Linked DNA regions of Mus musculus: regions 1 and 3 are each linked to region 2. Evidence: chromatin contacts called from public HiChIP or PLAC-seq and promoter capture Hi-C data. All regions are on one chromosome and are shown on one strand. The core of a region is the stretch at or near the end of the contact, and the rest is flanking DNA. Distances in the headings are between cores, read along the strand shown. Region 1 holds the start of 5033406O09Rik (RIKEN cDNA 5033406O09 gene). Region 2 holds the start of Kif26a (kinesin family member 26A). Region 3 has its middle 27 kb from the start of E330035G20Rik.

Region 1 (3,453 bases), core at 376-2,875, 200 kb before region 2:
TTTTTTTTTTCTAGGTATTCTAGAACATTCTACAGAACCGCCTGAGCAGCCTCCCTCCAGTTTCTCAGGCCTTCTTCCTCCTCTGGTTCCTTCTGGTCGGGTGGAATGTCAGTCAACCAGCTGGAAGTGGGAGGGGGACTCAGAGGATTCTGGTCTGCCTTTCTGCTCAACCCTGACAAGCAGTGGTGCCCCAAGGCTACCCTGCAAGCAAGATGACCCGCTCTGGGACCACGAAGGAATCACACACGCGGGCTCTGTTCTGAGAAAGGGACAGGTTTAGATGAGAAACAAGAGCACTGCGCTGCTGCCTCTGGCATCTCGGAAAAACTCCAGGCTTCATGACAACAGCTTGTACCTAGAACCGAAAAAGAAGCCAGAAGCGTGCATGAGCAACAGGAATTCCAGTCAGTCTGAGCAGCTCTGGACTCCCCACCACAGGAGGCTGGGCCTGCACATTCCTGTAGCCATCTTCATCACTGCTGAGCCCCCTTCCCTCTGCTCTGGGCCGCATGGACCGTCCAGACTGGGCACCATGGCGATTCATGAGGATGGCCAGCCGTCTGTCCATCCCAGACTAAAGGCCCAAAACTGGCCCTGCAAGGCAGACCTGGGTTTTGAGAGCCTGAGCCCTCTGGCTGTGCCTCCTAAGCCCCTCTGTCCCTGTAGGGCCTGCCTTGTGGAAGCACAAAGAATTAGCTTTCGAAGCAGCAGGTCAGGAAAAGCAGGGTCTAACTGATATTCTAATTAGGGCGGCTTGAGCCTCCTCCACCCCATGACAGTGCGAGCTCGGCCTGCTGGGGACAGAGAGCGCAATGACAGCTCTGGTCTCCTCCTGCCTGATTTTGCTGGAGGCATCTTTCCTCCCTTCTGTTCATCAATTGTTTCTTTTTGGCCAGCATGGTGGGGGATGGGGCTCATGGACACTGTGGCTACGGTGGCACCTGTGTTCTCTCCCCAAGCCTAAGCCATATTGCCCTCCTGCTCCAACAGAGACCCAGCTTTCCTTCCTCTGGCCTTGGCCTGCCTACCTGGAAAGGCACTGGGTTGGCTTCCATTCAGGCTGATTCCTCATTAAACAGACACGCCCCTTGAAAGTTCCGTTTTCCTGGTCACTCATTAGGAAACCCAGTTCCTGGCCTACCTTCACGAGAGAATGGGGAGCCGAGCTGTGCAGACTGTGGAGGCCCCACTCTGCAGAAAGAAGGTCTCCCTAGGAGACAGCAACAGATGCCACAGACTGGCCCTGGCCATGCTCATCCCGCTTTCAGGGACCCACGAGTCCCTCCTCCCCCAGCCCTACCTAGATGAGGATACAGGAGAGCCAGGCTCAGTGATGACTCCGGGAGCAGAAGGAAGTCCTGAGTCACCCTGGCCGGGAGCAGGAAGTGGTTATCACCAGAACCAGCACTCCCAAAGCCCAGGAAGCCAGAGTGTGACGTCACAGCGGTGATGTCACCAGCCAGCAGGGATAGGAAGCATCTGCCAGGTCCCCAGCAGCCAGCCCTGTGCTTCTCCGTTCATCCTCTGTCCCTCTGTCCACCATGCGTGCTGCGGTCTACCCTGAGCACCGTGGCTGGCTGGGAATAGCTGAGTGAGGGCCTTGTCTAGTCTAGTAGGACACAGTGTGTGGTTCAGAGCTGGCAGGCGGGGCCTGGGCGGCTAGGGGGCGGGGCCGTGCCTGGGACCGCCCTCAGGAAAGGCCTCACTGAGCAGTTGGTGGTGTCTGCTTTGGGGCTTTGTGGGGTTCTGGGCCAGTTAAAACTTCCCTTCCTGGTGGAGGCAGTTTCACACAGCCTCCGTGTGGATGGACTCTGGCTATTTACAGGGCTGTAGGAAGAGGCTGAGTCACCAGGTAGCCTCCCTGGAGGCCCATGAGACTGGTCACCAAGGTCACAACCCTTGTGAGGCTGGTAGCCTGGAGCCTCTGGACCCTGACCCGAATGGGAGTTCAACTCTGCCCTGATAAGATATCATCTGCAGCCCGCTGGGCTTGGGGACTGTCACTTTATTGGTTTTGAAGTGCCTTGTTATTTTTTTGGTTATAGAGGTGATGTGGCCGAGTGATAAAGTCCTTTAGGCACCAGTGTGTGTGGGCGATGTTGTTGTTGGTGCCACCTCATGATGGGATGACTTGCCCAATCATAATTTACTAAAATCACAGCTCAACTAAGACCCTGGTAGAGAGAAATGCCATGAACCCCAGTCCTTCCCCACCTGAAGACCATCCACGACACACTTCTGGGGAGCCTCGCTCGGTGTGAACTGTAGGGTAGGTCTGGGTAAGAGCTGGACAAGAGAGCTGCTGACCCAGCCGGCCTGCCCTCCCCCCACCCCACCCCCAGCTGCTGTGACCACCCGGCATGCTGCTTATCTTGTTTCCCCAGATGCTTCCTGTGTGGGATGTAGGGGTGGGAGTGAGGGCCAGGCACTCTTCCAGGTCGCTCTGGAGACCTGATGTATCCCAAAGCTGAATGAACCCTGGGGGGAAGACTCCTGATGGCTTGCACGTGGGCCTTGAGGGAGAGACTGAGGGGGCACTCAGTCCCTGCATACCGTCCTTGGATGGGGTCCTCACCCACTGCGAGGCTGTAGGAGGCTGCCCCTGCCAGAAGTAAAGGCTAAGCCCGCTTCCCGTGCTGTCCTTGATATGCCCCAGCCATGGAAGCAGGTCAGGCCTCGGGGCAGCCCTCATACCAAGCTCCACTAAGTGGCACCCCTAGCTACTCCTCTTCAGCCCAGAGGGCATCCTCCTCTTCCTCCTCACTTCTCTGAACACAGAGGAGCATGCAGGCACAGAGCAGGGTGCAATAGCGACATGTCTGAGAACTCCACGGAAAGGTGCCCGCGGACACTGCCAGGCTTTCACCAGGTCCCCCTCCCTCATATCCCCTGGAACTTGTTTGCTCAACTCTGGTTCTCATCTGGGAACCTGGCTTCCCAAGGAACTTTGAGACCAGAGCCACCTCCATTGTATGTGTGATGGGGTTGGGCGGGAAGGGGGGGTGGGAAAGAATGCCTAACTAGTTACAAACCTTCCACATTCACAAAAGCTTACAGTTCATAATGGAATCTTTTCTGGCCCACAGCCCTGCAAAGCCCCAAAGCAGACACCACCAACTGCTCAGTGAGGCCTTTCCTGAGGGCGGTCCCAGGCACGGCCCCGCCCCCTAGCCGCCCAGGCCCCGCCTGCCAGCTCTGAACCACACACTGTGTCCTACTAGACTAGACAAGGCCCTCACTCAGCTATTCCCAGCCAGCCACGGTGCCCAGGGTAAACTACAGCACGCATGGTGGACAGAGGGACAGAGGATGAACGGAGAAGCACAGGGCTGGCTGCTGGGGACCTGGCAGATGCTTCCTATCCCTGCTGGCTGGTGACATCACCGCTGTGACGTCACACTCTGGCTTCCTGGGCTTTGGGAGTGCTGGTTCTGGTGATAACCACTTCCTGCT
Region 2 (3,388 bases), core at 69-2,568:
TGTTTGTAGTGCTTGCAGGGGTGGACTGAGGAGGGTGGTGCCTGAGGCTACCCGGATCCCATGGTGGGCCGTCGCCTGCCTGTCTTCCCTTCGCAAGGCTGAGAAGGGCCTGGAGGCTTGGGGGTTGCAGAAAGTGGGGAGCCCGTTCCCAGTTTATTCATGACTTCCTGTCGTGTTTACAGACTCTTTTAAGTCGTAGATGACCTGGAAAACCGGATCTTCATCCCACTCTTGGCCAATAGTGCGTAGGAGTGGAGGGCTAAGTAAGCAGGGTCCAGGTGGGGAAAGGAGAGGTCGTTTGACAGACCTTATACCGTGCGAAGGTCTGACTGCTCTGGGGATGTCCGACCAGGGTCTTTCCTTGAATCACCCTGGCTCAGCTGTCCTAAGTCTCAGCCTCAAGCGGAAAGCTCTGCGCTCAGAACGCGTGGTGTCCTGTCTCTGCGCCCTCGAAACCTGTGCTCACTACGGCCGGCAGGTGGCGCTTGTGTCACGGGGAGCCACGCCGCAGATCCCGCCTGGCTCCTATCTGGGGTTTCGGGTTGATCCAGAGCTTGGGCCGGAGTCCCCCGCGACCTCAGAAGGTGGTGACATTTGGGGTCTGACTTGGGCGAGAGCAACAACTGGTCGCTGGGGAAGGAGGGAGACCTCCGGGTCGGAGACAAACAGGCAATTAATTCCGGAGCTAACTCCCCATCTGCCAGGCCGGCAGACAACAGGTCCGGCACACCCCCAGGGCCAAGCCGCAGCGCTTCCTCCCACTTCGCAGGCGGCTCAGTGTGCAATCCATTTTAAGGCACAGGCGCGGCTGCAAGGACACTTCGAGACAGTTCGTAGCCCCTCACTGCACTTCTTGAAACACGACCCTCATCCATGAGAGACAGTTGGCGCCAAAGCATGGCCAGACACACTCAAGTGCTCTGGGTGTTCTGGGGAAGCCGTTGGCCCGGGTCCAGCCCCTTTCATTACCCCCCATCCCCCCACCCCCACCCGCTTTCGTGCTGTGCGATCTTGGGCAAAAGCTTCAGTTTTCCCGCTCGCAAAGTGATGAGAGTGTTGGGTGCCTCCCAGGAGGCGCACTCCATCCTCGCTCAGGAGAGACAGAGGCGCATGCGTGCGCGTAACTTGTGTCTCGGCAGCCCCCACCGCCCCTCCCGCATCAACACTCAACTAACAGGTTGGGGGTCCTAGCAGTAGGCGGGGCCGCAAGGAGGAGCGGGACCCCCGCCCACTTGGCTCTGCTCAGGATGGGGGCGGCGCTCTGGCGTCCCGCCCCCTTCCCTCCCCCTACAAGCTTTGGCCCGCCCCCGCCCAGCCTGTCCCGGAGCAAGCCGGTCGCGTCCACAGCGTGCTCTCCGCCACTCGCCTGCTCTGCCAACTTCAGAGCAGCAGGCCTGGCCATGGGGGTGCCCCTGGGCCGGATCACGTAGCCACTGTACCCCGAGAGCCAACGTATCCCTTCCTGCGACCGTGCCATGGTCGGCCGCGGCGCCTCCTTGTGTGCGGTGCAGCCCGCGGTACGCAAGGCCCTGCTAGGAGCGGGCGGCTGGGCTCGACGGGCACCGGGTTCAGAGCCCAGGACAACGATGATGCTAGCGGGGTGTACAGCGCCCTCTAGGGGTGGGGCGCGGAGCGGGACGGGGCCCCGAGCGTCGGGCTGGGGCTTCTTCTTCAGGGACTCCTGGCGTTGCATCCAGGGCCCTAACTTTTGTGCGAGCGTGGCTTTAGGGGCGTGAGCGACTGGGTCTGGAGTCGGCCGCGTGGAGTCCCGCAGTGGCGCCGCGCGAAGGTTTGGGCTTACTGTCCCATCTCCAACCCCCGCAGGTGGCTGAGTGCGGCCCGGCTCGAGAGACCCCGCCACTTGAGGTATCCCCGCGCAAGAGGCTGCCCGCCGGGCTCGATCAAGACCCATGCAGCAGCCGCCCTGCTCCGGAGGGCGCCGGGGCCAGCGCTGAGCAGAGCCACTCGGCCGGTGGGGGCGGGTGGTGCCGCCACTGCCACACGAAGCTCGTGGAGCTAAAACGACAGGCGTGGAAGTTGGTCAGCGGGCCCGGGACTCCTCTCCGGGTAAGTGACCCCTCTTCAGGCCATATCTCAAACAGGGAAGGGCTGGAACTTGGGAATCTTTGGGGCTGGGGCTTGGAGCGTGGCGAGTTCATCGTGCCCCCACCCCCACCCCGTGCCATAGTCTGCAAGAGTGTGTGTTGGTGCACCTCACCCTAGGAGGCCTGCTGCGTGTCATAGGGGGTTGGGTAAATTTCTTTCCTAGCCACAGATGTCCCACAGCTGGAATCAGTCTGTGTTTGGGAGGGGTAGAAAAGGGGAAGACGGGACCTCACTCCCAGGGCAGGGCTTGTCATGGTGAGGCACTTTGGGCATCTGGACATTGGCATGCCTGTATAGAGAGGGCATAAAAGGTGAGAGAGTGGGCCCCTTTCTGCACCCGGGGGCCGTGCATCATTGTCCCATACCTACTCAGTGTCTGTTATGGGCCTGTGCCCTGCCCTGGCTCTCTGCCTCTGGGGCCCAGGCCTTCCGTGTGGGTAATGACTCTTGAGCCTCGGGGTTTCCCAGGCTGCAGCATGGCAGGCAGGCGCTGGTGGGAGAGGAGTCTACTGGGCTTTCCGGCCAGTCTTGCCAGGCATGTAAAGAACTGGAGTATTGTTCCAGGGAACAATGGTCTCTGGAAGTGTGCAATGCAGGGGTGTGGGGGGTCTCCACAGGAAGCTGCTTCTAACCTTCAGCCTTGGTGAACAGTCCTTGGGAAGCGCCTGTAGTCCCCATCCTGTCCCAGTACCTCTAAGGAGTGCTGTGGTTAGGAGGAGACCCTGGGTTTCCTTTGGGTTGGGTCAGATATGGTGGATGCCAGTCAGGTGTGTCTATGCTGGGCTCCTTTCCAGGTCCCCTGGCTTGTCTGTGGCGGGGATGTTAACAGCCTCTCAGACCAGCTAGATCTGTGGACCCGAATGGGATGGGATGGCTGACCATGGGTGTTGTTTGGCTTTTGCCAATGGCCTTTGCTGAGCCCTGGATCTTAGAAAGCCTTGAGGATCTCAGAGAGGGTCCTTGGGATATTCTCCCGAGGTCCTTCAGGAAGCAAGCTGATCTAGGAGCCGAGCTGCCTCCCCCTCTGACTGTGCTGCCGCCCAGGACCTGGCCGACTGGATGGAGTCCTAGTAAAGGAAAAGCTGCGGTCATAGTAGTGAACTGGTGGGGTTGGGGGCCGTCAATGGAGGTCTGTGGTCTCCTGCACACACTGCTGCCCCTCTCCACGTTCCTGTGTGTGGCTTTTGGCGTAAGCTGCTCCTCCGCCCTACCAGTTAAGGCTTACTTGACCTTGCCTGGCCCTGGTGGTGGGCAAACCAGGGTCCTGGCCAAGGGTTTGTGT
Region 3 (3,808 bases), core at 1,235-3,734, 230 kb after region 2:
TACCTCTGGGACCAGTGTCGTTAGCATGGAGGGGGGCCTGGGGTCCTGGCACGGACTCATTCTTGGGAAGAAAAGGGCTCTGGGTCTCTCCAGTGGAGATGTGGGAGGCCTGTGCTGTCTTGGGCTCAGAGCCTTTGCTCTGCCCAGCAGAGTTCCTAAAGGATCTATTTGAATGGTTCTTGCGCTCAGAGGGAACAGCTAAGGGCTGGGGGCTGGGAGTGTGGGAACCAGAGTATAGAGGTAGGGGTTGAGGTCTAGGGAGGGATTGGGGACACTGGGCCTGTACCTTAGGGAGGTGTCTGAGATCACACACAAGTCGTGACTCTCGTCTGGTGAGGGCGGTGGAGCTGTGTGGGAGACTGTATTGTGTGGCAGTTTCTGGTGGACTGACATATGGGAATGTGGGCCGGGATGTTTTCTTCTGTACTTTATCCAGGGCCTGCCACCACCTGGTTTGGAGAGTGAAGGGTAGGAGAGGGACACAGCTTCACTTGTGGCTGCCACAGGACTTGTAGGCCTTCGTGAGCTTTGCCTCTGTGTAACTAACTCCGATGATTTGGTGGTCTCAGCGGCCCTCAAGGCCATCGGCAGACAGAGCTAGAGTGTTGAAGTAGTGCGTCAGAGGGCAGGGGTGGGGCCGCCTGTCCATCTGCCGGCGTAGGTACACAGAGAGGCCATCAGTTAGGAGCCGCCACCCTGCAGGCTACCTCCCACACTAACCTGTAACTTGATTTCTCAAACAAATTTCCTGGGTCTCAGGGGTGTGACCTCTCCCATCATCCAACTGGTCGGTCTTGGGACAGAGGTCACCATCAGCTACCTGGTAGCACCTGTGTGCCCTTCTCTCTAACCCAGGACCCTTTGGTGGTCGATGGCCACACTCACCTGCCTGCCTGGGTGAGCACCATTGTCACACATGGGTCCTCTCCACACCACCACAGCCCTGTACCCAAGCAACACCACGGAGCCTTTCATTATAGAACACCTTATTATGCAGCCATGACTGGAGAGGTGGTACCAGCCTGCCTGTCTGGCCAGTTGAAGCATCAGCATAATAGACCAACTCTGTGCCTAATGAGGAGACAAGAGCTCCCACAGCTGAGGGGAAAGAGCAGAGAGTCCCTGGTGCGGGAAAGCTGCGATTAGCCTAACCAGACAGGGGGACAGGAGGAGGGAGAACTAAGCCTGATGCTTAGCCCTTACCTCATCCACAGATGTTCAGGGCTCAGTATTGTTCCCCTAAAGATGCCCTTAGAATGTGACCTTACTGGGAAATAGGCTCATTGCAGGTGGAGCTATCTCTATTAAATTAAAACCAAGTCTTTGAGAATATGGCACCATCTCCCGTGGGGCAGCATCTCTGTTGGCAGGGAGACTCGGACATGGATGCTGTCCATTTGAAGGTCAGCTCCGTGAAATATTTCTACAGACTGAGGAACATCAAAGATAGATGGCCACCCCCACAGAAATGAGGCTGGGTCTGATGGTCCCTTCAGAAGGAGACACCTGTCTCTTGACCTGGCTCCTCCCTCTCCCAGACAGAATGCACTGCTATTGCTCAAAGCACCCTGACTGCGAGCTTCGCCATGGTGTCCCCAGGATGTAAGCAAGATAAGCATGAAAAGTGGATGGTGGGATTCCAGACAGGGTTGTTTAGACTACACACTAGTCCGCCCCTATCTGATGACACAAGGTTTCAGTGACAGATGGGGACACTGAGGCATCGATACCAGAAGAGATTTCACTCGTAACACTCAAAAATCCATGATGGGGTTGGCCCAGGATCTTCCCCTCCTCTTCCTTCCCCGCCCCCAAGCCCCATCCTTTTCTTCACTTGCCCAGAAGGACTGTTTCCCCACTGTCTGGAAGAAGTGCCGAGTCCGGCAACCCACACCAACAGGGAGACAGCCCAACCCTGCAATGGGCTGCATGGACCCTGCAGGCAGTCGGCATGGACCAGGCAGCCTTGAGGATAGCTGCTGGACAGGTGGACGAGAGAGTCCAGGACTGGGTGGGTGGGCCAGGCAGTAGGGGCTGTATGCAGGAGCAGTGCCCGCAAAGAGGCCTGGCACTCACTTACATCTGCGTGGTCCGACATGTGGTAGTCAGGTAGCAGAATGGCAGTGTCTAGCTGTACTCTCTGTCTACCATGGAGACTCCAGACTCTAGCTAGGAGGCTGGCTACTGTACATGGCCCAGCCCAGCACTTCAGCTCCTGACATACTGAATGCCCAAGGACCTGCCATTCAGGTTTTAATTACAGAAAACGGGGCACATTATCAACAGCTTGCTTCACATGAAAACGAGGAACCATTTGCTGAAGCCCATCCTATGAAGTGAAGCGTAGCCCGGAGCCATCAATACCCTGGGAATCCACTCAGGCCGCAAATGGAGCCTTTCTGCTCTCCACAAAGGCTGATACTCTCGGGGAAGCTTTCTTTATCCCTGTGTGCTTGTCTCCACAAGAAATGGCATTTTAACACAATGTAGAGTGGGCTCCATTGTCCCTCGCTTTTCCCTGACAGGCTGGAGCCACGACCCTGGAGCTCTCCACACCCAGCATGCTCTTTCCAGGGGCCGGGCAGGCCTGCTGTGGCTTGGGTATGGTTTATGCCCCAACATCCACATACTGGGAGCATGGTCCCCATGTGGGAAGTGGGAAAAGAATAGAACTTCTAAGTGAAAGTATTTGAGATCAGGGCTCCCTTGGAAGGGACCAGTGCAGTTCTCCTGGGGCCTTTGGAGTTCTTGAGAAAGGGCTGCTTAAAAGCAAGTGTGTTCTGCCCTCCCCTCTCCCTTCCTCCCAACCTCTTCCTGGCTCTCTCCATCTCATCATAAGATGTCTCCCCCTTACACGTACAGCATCAATAAGCCACCACAAGTGCCCATCAGAGTTTGAGATGGTGACAGCCTTATGCCTCTGAACCTTCGGAGCTGGGAGCTAATCTCTCTTCTTCACAAAGTGCCCAGACTTGGGCATTTTGTTACAGTGGCAGAGTATAGACTGATGCGAGGTCCCATGCAAACACAAGAGCTGCTGCATGAGACCCAGGCTGGAAGCTGACCTTTCACCCCCGCAGACCCTTGCATTTCCCAGTGTTCAGCTTCTCCTCAGCCTCGCTAACCACAGGGAAGCCAGGCTGTCACAGGGCCTGGAGCATAGCCAGCCTCCATGAGGCCTCCTGGGAACTACTTACACACCCCACACTTGGTACAGCTTGATGCAAAGTTTGAAAGGTCAGGCAAAATTATGGACATTCTGGGGGTCAGGCATGTCTGGGGTTCCAACATACCACATGCCTTCTAACTCTGTCAAGGAAATATTCTTGGAACCTGTGTTTCCTTCTCCAAGAGCAGGCACAGGACTTGTCTGTCTCTGTCCAGAACACACATAGGGCCAACTCCGCATTCTGGAAGCACTGAGAATGTCTAATGAATGAATTAATGAATAAATGAATGAATGAAGGAATGGATGAACAAATGAATGGACAAATGAATGAATGAATGAATGAACGAATGGATGAACAAATGAATGAGATGGGCAATAGGAGAATGAAAGATGAGTGCCTTCCCTTCCTGTCTCCTGCTGCTCCCCACCCCAGAGGACATAATAGGACAGGAGAAGGTAGGGACCTGGAAAGGACCGGACACTGAGTCTTGGTGAGGGCTGCTCTCACACACCATTGCACGGGTAAGAGAGTTTGATTTATTACTACTCAGGAATCACACACAACCTGTAGGACCAGGGGTGAAACAAATCCCCAAGAAGTCCCCTTCTGCTGAGGTCAGCATGAGGAGAGCCGCAGTC

The links. Promoter capture Hi-C pulls out the DNA fragments that hold promoters and counts their contacts. HiChIP or PLAC-seq counts read pairs in DNA pulled down with a chosen protein or histone mark.
Region 1: a contact with region 2 is called in a promoter capture Hi-C map of stem cell-derived epiblast-like cells, with 2.8 times the contacts expected there. The contact joins the promoter of 5033406O09Rik here to the promoter of Kif26a in region 2.
Region 3: an H3K4me3 HiChIP or PLAC-seq map of embryonic midbrain shows a contact between it and region 2, with 5 times the contacts expected there. The contact joins the enhancer-like site here to the promoter of Kif26a in region 2. A contact is called at or near these places in 12 of 39 promoter capture datasets (the C10 cell line, the HPC-7 cell line, cranial neural crest and 8 more), 4 of 15 datasets of contacts at CTCF or cohesin (embryonic stem cells, large pre-B cells and stem cell-derived epiblast-like cells), 15 of 484 Hi-C or Micro-C datasets (brown adipocytes, cerebral cortex, differentiating embryonic stem cells and 6 more), 18 of 115 datasets of contacts at active chromatin or transcription factors (SST interneurons, VIP interneurons, craniofacial prominence and 11 more) and 3 of 9 other capture datasets (adipose tissue, embryonic stem cells and pancreatic islet).

What each region holds. Positions count from the first base shown.
Region 1 is chr12:111,942,857-111,946,309 of GRCm38.p6, forward strand. It overlaps 5033406O09Rik (RIKEN cDNA 5033406O09 gene), which reads right to left and starts at 1,626. Exons shown (of 3, transcript NR_029464.2): 1 at 1,301-1,626; 2 at 1,029-1,210; 3 at 1-355. It overlaps Gm36757 (a long non-coding RNA gene), which reads left to right and starts at 3,102. Exons shown (of 3, transcript XR_003950158.1): 1 at 3,102-3,453.
Region 2 is chr12:112,144,890-112,148,277 of GRCm38.p6, forward strand. Kif26a (kinesin family member 26A) reads left to right here and starts at 1,319. Exons shown (of 16, transcript NM_001097621.1): 1 at 1,319-1,517; 2 at 1,825-2,067. The coding sequence starts at 1,476.
Region 3 is chr12:112,376,512-112,380,319 of GRCm38.p6, forward strand. No RefSeq gene overlaps it. Among named protein-coding and RNA genes, the nearest start is that of E330035G20Rik, 27 kb to the right of the region's middle. Within about 2 kb of position 2,485, at least 7 of the 459 cell types and tissues checked have an H3K27ac peak or open chromatin away from gene starts, as enhancers often do.